Linked DNA regions of Acanthopagrus latus: region 2 is linked to region 1. The links are chromatin contacts, called in public Hi-C maps. All regions are on one chromosome and are shown on one strand. Each heading gives the region's core, a stretch centred on a gene start, on an enhancer-like site or on the middle of the called end of the contact. The rest is flanking DNA. Distances are from core to core; before and after follow the strand shown. Region 1 holds the start of ginm1 (glycoprotein integral membrane protein 1). Region 2 holds the start of rpf2 (ribosome production factor 2 homolog).

Evidence for each region. Hi-C and Micro-C count contacts between places; a contact is called where the count stands out from the background.
Region 2: a Hi-C map of muscle shows a contact between it and region 1, with 5 times the contacts expected there. The contact joins the promoter of rpf2 here to the promoter of ginm1 in region 1. A contact is called at or near these places in 2 of 4 Hi-C or Micro-C datasets (both in muscle).

The regions. Positions count from the first base shown.
Region 1 is chr22:554,949-560,001 of fAcaLat1.1, forward strand. ginm1 (glycoprotein integral membrane protein 1) reads right to left here and starts at 2,458. Exons shown (of 8, transcript XM_037086126.1): 1 at 2,261-2,458; 2 at 2,036-2,107; 3 at 1,828-1,927; 4 at 935-1,086. The coding sequence starts at 2,350. It overlaps ppil4 (peptidyl-prolyl cis-trans isomerase-like 4), which reads left to right and starts at 2,372. Exons shown (of 13, transcript XM_037086122.1): 1 at 2,372-2,532; 2 at 2,852-2,919; 3 at 3,885-3,949; 4 at 4,036-4,153; 5 at 4,572-4,714; 6 at 4,826-4,922. The coding sequence starts at 2,463.
Region 2 is chr22:778,260-783,576 of fAcaLat1.1, forward strand. It overlaps rpf2 (ribosome production factor 2 homolog), which reads left to right and starts at 2,266. Exons shown (of 10, transcript XM_037085690.1): 1 at 2,266-2,423; 2 at 3,727-3,859; 3 at 4,461-4,498; 4 at 4,713-4,752; 5 at 4,857-4,938. The coding sequence starts at 2,401.

The sequences.
Region 1 (5,053 bases), core at 1,208-3,707:
GGAAACACTGCAACTCAACAAAATCTATAACAAAGGTCTAGTTGTTTTTAGACAATATCATGCAAAAAGTTACATGTTTTATCTTTCATTCAGAATGCTTTATTAAAACTACAAACTGATCAGTATCACATTTAAACAACATGGGAATATTATGACAGAACTATAACTCAGTGATGGACCACGGGCCAAAGGCACACATCCAGTGTGTAAAGATGCAAAATGATAGTATACGGCAGCCCTAAAAGGCAAGAATCAGAAAGCCTTTTTTAAGTATGATCTGAATTGTTTATCCTCTTGCGATTATTTCCAAGAACAGAAGCAGCAAAAATGCTTTGCCAGGAAGATCTTTCGAAGTTCCTAACATTTTTTTTCACTTGACTCTCAGGGCTTCTGAACTAGGATCCCAAGTTCAATTGATCTGTTAATTTAACTCATATTATGAAAAAAAACTGATGATGAAGGATCCAACATAGACCTTTGATCCAACGTTAGCCCACGGACCCAGCTTTGGACATAAATAAAGCTATAAAACACTGTCTCATCTGTGAACACTTTTGCCTGAGTCACGTTGGTACATTTTCCTCAGCAGTAGCGTTGTTAAACAATTAAAACATTTCCTATGATACCATATCAGAGTCATGTGTTTTGTTTTGATTGAGAGAACCCTTGTAGCAGAAATGATATACTTCATATTTAATATTATTGATAAGTGTTGTAGGTTTTGAGATAGTCCCTAAAAGAACAAACACAGTTCTGTGGGCAAATTCTCTCTTATTATCATGGCTAAGAGTTCCTAAAGGGGAACAGACTGCAGCTTCAAAATATATGCACAAAAGACTTGGGAATTCACTTCCTCAATGTCTGATCCTGTGACAAAATTAAGATTTAACAGTTAAGACCTAGAAGTGACCCATAAGATTCAAGAGATATTTACCTCTTTGCCCTCCAACTCTATGACCTCACTAAACACCTGCAGAGCCACCACCTCCTCTGAATCGCTGTATAATCGGTTCTGGCTCACCATCACTCGGGTGACAGTGGTCACCAAGTCCCCGGATTCAAAGTCACTGCTTCCATTGATGCTGTCTACTGTAAAAATACAATCAGTTTATTAATAAGCCGATGATATTTGCATAATATCATGTTATGTTGTAACTTAAGTGATTTTACTTAAGTTCTCCCATTATTAGCTAATTAATCCATCAATTAGCGTATTACCTTAATCAATAACAATTCTGACAATCAAGTCATTTATCAAATAAATGCAACACATTTGCTATGTTTGTTGATCTTTAATCATTGTAAAAATCGAAGAGACTTGACAATTTGAAAACATAAATCTATACTCCAATTGCTTTTACTTGTGACTTTACTTCAGACGCTATGGGAGTTTCCACACTTCTAACCCGAGCAGGGGCTGTTAATGTGCTACATACATAGTCAAAAGTTATTTTTGATGTAGATTTGGTGTGCTAAAAACACTAAGAAAGAAAGAATTAAAGAACAACAAAAGATGGTCAACAGAAAGACCATATATTGTAGAGTTAGAGGTCTTCACTGGTGCCACAGAAACTACTATTGTCATTATTGATTCATCTATTGCGTGTTTTTGATGAAGGAATTTCACATTCCACTGACAATATAATGGCATGATGTAAAGAAAGGAAAATTCATTCTTAAATTTAGTGAACACAATAATTGATCTTAACCGGAAAAAAATATATTTTCCCCAGATTTAGAATAATACTTTCTTCTTATTTCTGTGATTATGAACTACTTGGATTAATCAGAACCGGTGAAGATCCAGGTGATGCGAGAAAAACTCACAGAGGAGAGCTTGACAGTTGAACCTGGTGACCCCTGACAGCTCCACTGGGATGTCATTGACCAGCACCTGCTCTTCACCCACCGATATGTTTAAATTAATCTGTAAGACGAAAGAACAACAATATGGCTTAGCGTTAGCTACTGGTCGTTTAAAAAAAAAAAACACACACACACCTTTGTTACATGGGATTATATTGCGTAACGTTACCTGCAAGTTGTTGGCATCCTGTAACTGTGTATCAGCCAATGTCCCTGCTGTCACGTTAATCAGGATGTTTTCCTGTGGAGATCAAAATGTACAAATATAAGGAACATACCCAAACAGAGGTGGCCACAATGTCTGCTAGTAGCTGGACGACGAGTAAGCTAACGCCAGGCTAACATCAACATCATCAGGTTCGCAAATGTTGACATTTTCCGCTTTCCGTCTTACCGTATTTAGTTGCCTAGGTGGCGAATCTGTGCAGGTTACTGAAGCAGAGAGAACAAACACAAGACAAACTGCTAGCCCTGTGGTTTTCATCTTGACTTGACTCCTCTCAGCAGCGGGACAGCTACAACAAATACATTGAGCAAGGCGGATGCAACGTTAGTACGCGAACGTGCGCCTCTCTCGCGAGAATAGGAACGTCAGCATGGCGGTGCTCCTTGAAACGACGCTGGGCGATATTGTTATTGATTTGTTTACAGAAGAACGGCCTAAAAGTAAGAAACACAAGCAATATCCACATAACGGCGTCTAATTTCGTTAACTGGTCGCTAGTTGAGTTAGCTATCGACAAGCTAAGTTACAGAATAAGTGATTGCTAGCTAAGGCTGTTAGCTTGCTTGCCTCCTATTCATTTGTTCATGTTAATATCATCAAATAGCTTACGTTAGTTAGTTGACTTACTAATAATAACGACAATGGAATATTGATAAACCATCACACACTTCTGTTTATCTTTAAGTTCTTAATGCTAAATAGAGGCTGTGTTATTATGTATAAGGACTGTGTATTAATCTGTGTGCTCTTCTTTTGCAGCTTGCTTAAACTTTCTGAAATTATGCAAGATAAAGTATTACAACTACTGCCTCATCCACAATGTTCAGGTAAAACTAAAGGGTCCCATGCAAACTTCTGTAACAACTCTGAATCTGTGTCCGATATTATCAGCTGAAACACGGCGGAGGCTCCTGCTGACTTGCCTGTGGGGGGCGACATGGTCACAGAGCTGCCTCAATTTGCCTATGAAGGTGAAAAAAAGGATAAAGATAAACTAGACTGCTGCTATGAAGTTAATGGGACAGTGATTGTGTTCCGTGTATCAATAATAAAAAACACCACTGCTTTGGGTCACACGAACAAGATCAGACCGATAAAAGCAACTTGTATTTATTGGCATCACTGACATTGTTCTATCTGATAAATAGCCACTTTTATGAAGCTAAATTGCTTTCACTGACTTGACTAGCAAAGCATTTAAAAACTCCTATACAGAAGGTGGCTGTTGGCCCCTTAAAAGTTGTTTTTTAATCCACCAATGAGCACATGAGAGAACAAAAAAGGGGAAGAAGAAAATGAAATATGAAATCATCTATTTGCACCATTTGCTGCATATTAGCCCTTTTTATTCACAGGTTTGCATAAACCTTTCTTAGAAACTTCTTGAAAATAAAATGATTATTACATTATCGGTTATCAGTTAAAAAGAAAAGTTTTACCTTAAGTGCAAACCAGAGTAACCACATTGATCATCTGCAGTGTTACTTAAATTGTTGAACCTAACAATGATTCATGTGTACAAAGACAGTTACTCTTTGCCTGTATGGAAGTTTTGAAGGCCATAGTATACATGTCTTAATCTGTTCGACAGAGTTGTATACATAAACATTTTTTTTTGTTTCTCATCTTTCCATACGATCATAAAATAAGAAATTCAAATTATTGTCACTAAAATGATGTGGATTATGTGATGTGTGCTGTTAATTATGGTGAAGATACTGTCCTCCCTTATTTATCAGTCTATCTTAGAAGTTGGACACTTGTTATAACAATGTGTTTGTCTCCTCTTCAGAGAGACTTCATCATGCAGACTGGAGATCCCACTGGGACTGGACGTGGTGGAGAATCTGTCTATAGGTCAGTCATCTTCCTCACTGCTGTTGACCGCTGTTTTAAGCCCATGAATTGAATTGAAGTTTTTTTTTTCTCCTGTTTGTGTTTAGCAAACTGTATGGGGACCAGGCCCACTTTTTTGATGCAGAGAAAGCACCACGCATCAAACACAGGAAGAAGGGGACAGTGTCCATGGTGAACAATGGAAATGATCAGCATGCTTCTCAGGTGAATAAGATGAACATCTGCACTGTTGTTTGCCCTGTAAATTGCAAAAAGCTTTCACAGCATAAACAACATGAACATAGCCAGATTTTATAGAAATTCTTCTTTGGGGCTTTCCCTTGATTAGCCAAGTTAAAAATAACTTAATTAAGTTTTTTACCTAATGAATTAATTAGCTGATAACGTGATCCAGAAGTCAAGGATATGTTGAATATACACCTTAATAATTTACACTAACCAAGTTTCAATAATTTCATGGTGAACTATGGACTACATCTCTGGTTGTACCAGTTTTGCTATTTTTGGTATGCTAGCTGTAGCGAGGGTACAGTGCCTTTTTAGCATAAACCATATTTGAGTAGATGTTCGCTGCCAAATGTGTTTCATGATTTGCTTAATCTGTCTTTATTCATGACCTCAGTTCCTGATTACCATGGGTGAGAACCTGGACTACTTGGATGGAGTCCATACTGTGTTTGGGGAAGTGACAGAAGGCATGGATATCTTGGCCAAAATCAATGAGACCTTTGTGGACAAAGACTTTGTCCCGTTTCAGGATATCAGGTGAAACGCGACAAACTTCCAGTATAACATGAAGTGGAAGCATGTGCCCCAATAGAGCATTTATTAATTCTCAGAAACACCACTTCAAATAACGTTGTCATCTTGCTGCAGAATAAATCACACAGTTATACTGGATGACCCTTTTGATGACCCTCCTGACTTGCCAGTGCCTGATCGATCACCAGAGCCCACCAAAGAGCAGCTGGATGTGAGTGCAGTGCCATGCTTAATAAGTTTAGGAGAGTTCTGGGACTACCTTACATTTTATTCCCAGATTCCCCTACAAAGTGATTTCTGTCTAGCAGACGTTATCTGGCCAAATAAACATGAACTATATAT
Region 2 (5,317 bases), core at 1,016-3,515, 220 kb after region 1:
TAAAAAGTTAAATCTGCAACTGAAATATGGTGGAGAGAAGTACACAGTAGCATACAGTAAAATGATGGTACAGTTACCTCAAAATTGTACTAGAGTACAAAGGTCGAGTACTAAGTTACTTTCTACCACTGACAATACCACTGGAGGTGGAGAGGACAGGCAGGAAATCTGTCGCCTCAACACTAATGGAGTTACCATCCAACAGTTATCAGAACGTTTTCAGGAGAGGTCACCACTCATCATAGAACAACACTGTCCTGCTGCATTTTATTGTCATGTGCTAGAAGCTGCCACCACCTGATGGACAGTGAGTGTACTGACACAGTTACATCCACAGACATCCACAGACACACAGAAACACGAGGTGTCTATCAAAATGCAAAGAGAAAACAAACAACAATATGAGAGGAAGCACAAAGGCAAACATCCAAATGTTAAACATGGAAATCTATGTCATCATTGGGTTTCTTATGCTTTCACTCATGCATGCATGACATGATCCACTCGAGAAGAATTTGACAGATGCTGCAGAATTAGTTATTTTTCTGTTCATCAAATGATAGAGCTAAATCTCATTCTCTCACACACTGAAGAGTGGCAGCAGTTCTCATGTGACTGAAAACTTTGATGTGCAGATTGCACACATGACCCAAGAAATCTTTTATAGTGTAAAACTGATAAAGTGCAGTTTATGTCTAGATAAAACATATATATTTGTAAGTAATCAAATGATTTAACTAAAGTGAAAAGGCTGTCATCCATTTCTGTAGACCTGTTCATTATGATCACGCATACAAAAATCAGATTACCTCAGGAATAAGTGATGTCAGTAAACATAAAATGTTTTTAGACTGACCTTGTATTCAACACAATCAGTTCCACTAATAGCCCCACTTCTCCCTATCTCCTGGACCGAGGAGGTAAGGTGTGAAGCCTGCACTGTTGATGGTGCATTCTGGTCAAACATCCAGTTTAAATATTATAAATAAACACAAATAAATGAAACCTGTGTGCGCATGCATGTATGAGTGATTGCAACAGAGCAAAAGATGTTAAAAGGGCACTATGTAGTTTGAAAGAAAAATTCTAACCCAGAATTTGAATATTTACAAAATCAAACAATCAAACTTGAATAAACTAGTCGTTCAGTAAATTACAGTCCAAGAACATTGTTTGAAGCTAGACAGGTGGCAGGGTCTGCCACATATAAACAAAGTCAAACAGAGAGAGTCTGATTACTTAATAGGGTTCTTTTGATATATATATATATATATATATATATATATATATATATATATATATATATATATATATATAAAATTACAAATTAAATTACAAATGTAGAATAAAGATTTAGGGTTATCTACAAAAACACGATTGAATCAGTAAAACAACTGAGTGATATAGAAATGAGACAAAAAACAGGAGTTAGCCTTTTATACATCTATGTATGTTATAGACCCCAACACACACACACACACACACACACACACACACACACACACACACACACACACACACACACACACCCTCACAAGCAGATGGACAAGAGAAGAGAAGATAAAAACCAAACAACCATAGCTAAATGGCAGGTACATACTTGGGTCAATCAGGAAGGCAAACAGTGCCTGACGCTGCAGTGGGTTTTAAAGGGCTGCCATATGTGAAAACATGCATCTTCTCAAGTTTGAGACAAACAACATGACCTCTCAAAACCGCTGAGAAAAAGAAGGACTCCTGGCAAAGTTCTACTGCAGCACAATGGTACGTCTGGCCATGAGAGCAGTAAATTCTTGTTTTTGTGTAGCAGTTAGAGCAGGTGTTTCATAAGTTGTCAGAGGCTAAGCTGAGCGCAAGCTGTGGTGGTTTGTCCTCCATCTACAGCTGCATCCCAGCATCCCACATTGGACCCTGTCCCCAGCTCCTGCTCCATCAAGTCGTTTCATTTAAAAACAAAATCAATCAGTCAATGCAAATCTTTCTATTCTGCTTTAAATGTATTCCCCAAAACTACATAGTGCTCATTTTATTACAACATATATAACCAAAGAAATATATAAATATGTGCTCATAACTTAGCAGTCTGACTTTCCTCCTCATTCCTGGACATGACGACACCCTTTTGAGACTCTCGTATCGAGTGGAGTCCCGACTTGCTCGGACACGTGACAACGTTTCAACCTCTGTGGTATTTTAGCCTGTAGCTCCCCTAGTGGACAATTTTTGTTGTGAAGTGTTGACACTAGATGGCGGCAACTTACCTGAAGCAGGATATCAACCACCACTCCACCGAAGAAGAAGAACTCCACCAATGTTGTCTTCCGGTGCTAAGTTTCACGTGTTAAGATCCGCAACGTGAGTTCCCCTGCAGCTGTCAGGAACACGAATAAAGACACAGAAATGACGCAGTTAGACGGTGTGGTGTAAGTTTGATTTTTCATTCTTAGTAGCTCACTGTGTAAATGTGTCCATGTATATTTTATACTCAATAAGCTTGTGTAGTGTTCGTGAAGCCAACTTTGTTAAGACTGCTAACGTTAGCCTAGCATAACGCCAGTCAGCTAACATTTATTAGCCGAATGATTAGACAGACAATTAGTGTTGAATATAGCAAATTTTCGATGGTCACAGGTCGTTCGCTATTTGTACTGCCTGTAAATCATTCAATGCCAAACTAATGTAGAGCTGTCGGTTAACTAACCAGCCTCCTCTCAGTGATAGAAGAAACAAGCGGCGTGTCTCCAAGTTAAAGCTTCTCCTCTTGCACCCCAAGTATGTTTGCAGGTGGCAACTACTACAATTATTACACACTGGAAGGAGCAGGAATTAATTCATGTGATAGTATATCTTTATCAAGCCAACAGTTATGGTGATAGTGAATGGTCATCTGATACAATCATATACCATACATGTGTATTTGTTTTGAGGAATGCGGTACACTCTTGTATTAGAGTACCAGATTTTATTTTGGCTTACAACAAAACGAAATGTGCTTTCATTTTTTTTTAGAGTAGTGAAGGTCAGAGATCCGTGTTGGGGTTAAGAAAGAGACACCATCATGGGACTATTGTTTCCCCTTGTCATGCTAATTTTACTCCAGAAGATATTCCCAAATTTCTTAAAGGTTTCTCAAGTTTCTTGGGATTGCCCAAGTCAACAACAGAAAGTTGTTTTGACTCAATATATCTGCTCATGGCTCTATAAAACACAGCTAATGATCAAAATAATTATAACTTATTCGCAGATCTGCCAGTTCTTGTGGCAGCATTGTACTTTCTCTCCAGCACAATATACACCAAGTGTTTCATTACTTGGCAAGGGATAGAAATCAGTTAGAGCTGTCAAGTTGATTGAGGATAAACACGTTTTGCGCTGGTTGTCATTGTAGCTCAGTGTGAACAGGCTATCAAACTGGTGAGCTTGTCAGTTTTAGTAGTACAAAGACAAACCAAAAGCCACTAACATTAAAGACTAAATGATTAAAAAGCTTCTTAGAGTCAGGTCCATGTGTAACATTCACATTTCTTACTTTAGGATTTTTCAATGGCATTTTTTGCCGCTGTTTTACAGCAGAGGGAGACAGGAAATAAGGGAGAAATTAATGAGGTGAATGAACAGTACATTTGGGGCAGTTATTCGTCTACCAAGGTGCTCATTTCTGTTTGAAACCTGTCATGTTGTTACTCTGACAGCCTCTTGTTTGGCTGATTTTCATTTTCTCCTCAGAAAACCAAAGACAAAGCGCTCCAAGCGCTTCTTGGAGAGCAGAGCACCCAAGCTGATTGAGGATGTGAAGACTGCCATGATCATGAAAGGAGGGAACACCAGTCAAACCATTACACAGGCCCTTAAGGACATAGTAAGTAGTGTGATGTTGAACACATGAAAGACCTTTCAAAACAAAATTATATCACACAGACTAGCATAAAGGTTTAATAATCCTCTCAGTCTCCAGGTGCTAAGCTAGCAAACTACTTTTTAACAATGGCGTTCAATCTAAATCCCAGTATTAAACCTAAAGTCTAAAACAAATATAACACTTCCTGCTTCAATCTACAGGCTAACCTCAATGTGATATGGGACCTGGTTGGCAAAGCTGAGAAGACAAACATGTTGAAAAATTAAGCAGATATTATAAATGCATGTGTTTTGCTGAAAGAGCCTGTACAAGGGTTGTGATTCATAGTTGTTGTTGTATTAGCAAAAACTACACGAAAGATCCTGCAGTTGTGAAATAATGGAAAAGGACCATTGATGGTCTCATGTATGCAGCCAGGTTAGAGCCCTACACAGGACAGTCTAACACCTGGACAGTGGTTCTTATTGGAGAGGATAGTGGGACCCCCAGGGTTCATTCACACAGATGATCAGAGTGATGCACATTTGTGATTTATTTAAATGACAAATCTGGACCCACTGGCAAAATTATGGATTCAAACAAGAAATCTTTTTTTCTGCAGTATGCATTGAAGAAGCCAAATGCTGTGCTGTACAAGAAGTAAGTGGTTTTCTGTTATTTCAGTGTACATATATCTTTGTTTTATTGAGCAAAATTTTTATATATTTTCAAATGATATACTAGTTATATACTAGACACGCAAATGTCTATCTTCGGTGTAAAGTGAAAAGTAGCACAGTCAGTATGGCACATTATCTGTGAGTGTTATGAAATGTTAGGTGTCTGCAGTGTGTAAACTCTCTCTGTTGACCAGGAAGAACATAACGCGGCCGTTTGAGGACTCAACATCACTGGTAAGTGTACAAGAAAAAACATAGGACACCTCATATGCTTTTTTGCAATCAAATGTCCTGACATGTTTTCCAGTTTGATTGCTCATCATTTAACTCTTTGTCAGGAATTTTTCTCCAAGAAGACTGACAGCTCTCTGTTTCTGTTCGGCTCCCACAACAAGAAACGGCCCAACAACCTTATATTTGGTAAATTCCTGTTCTATTCTTTCCCTCTCTCTTCATATCATTCACTTAGTTCAGACATCAAAATCACTCACCTTATGGTGAAATTCACTGTTTTGAAACCAAAATAGGTGACCTACGTGAGAGATGGATGGGACATGGAGGTATACCAGAGATTATTAGTGAACTACGAACATGTCCCGAATTTAGATTGGCGGATCAGAACAGACCTCCAATGTATCGCCCTCTCTCTAAATCCGCGGACCTAGCCACAAAAAGTACAGCAGAACTGGCAGCTTACTGCCCAGTATAAAAACGGCTATTAACTATGCAAACAAGGGCAGCCATGCACTGCAGGCACACACACATCAAACACAAGTGCACAGGAAGACGCATCAACACA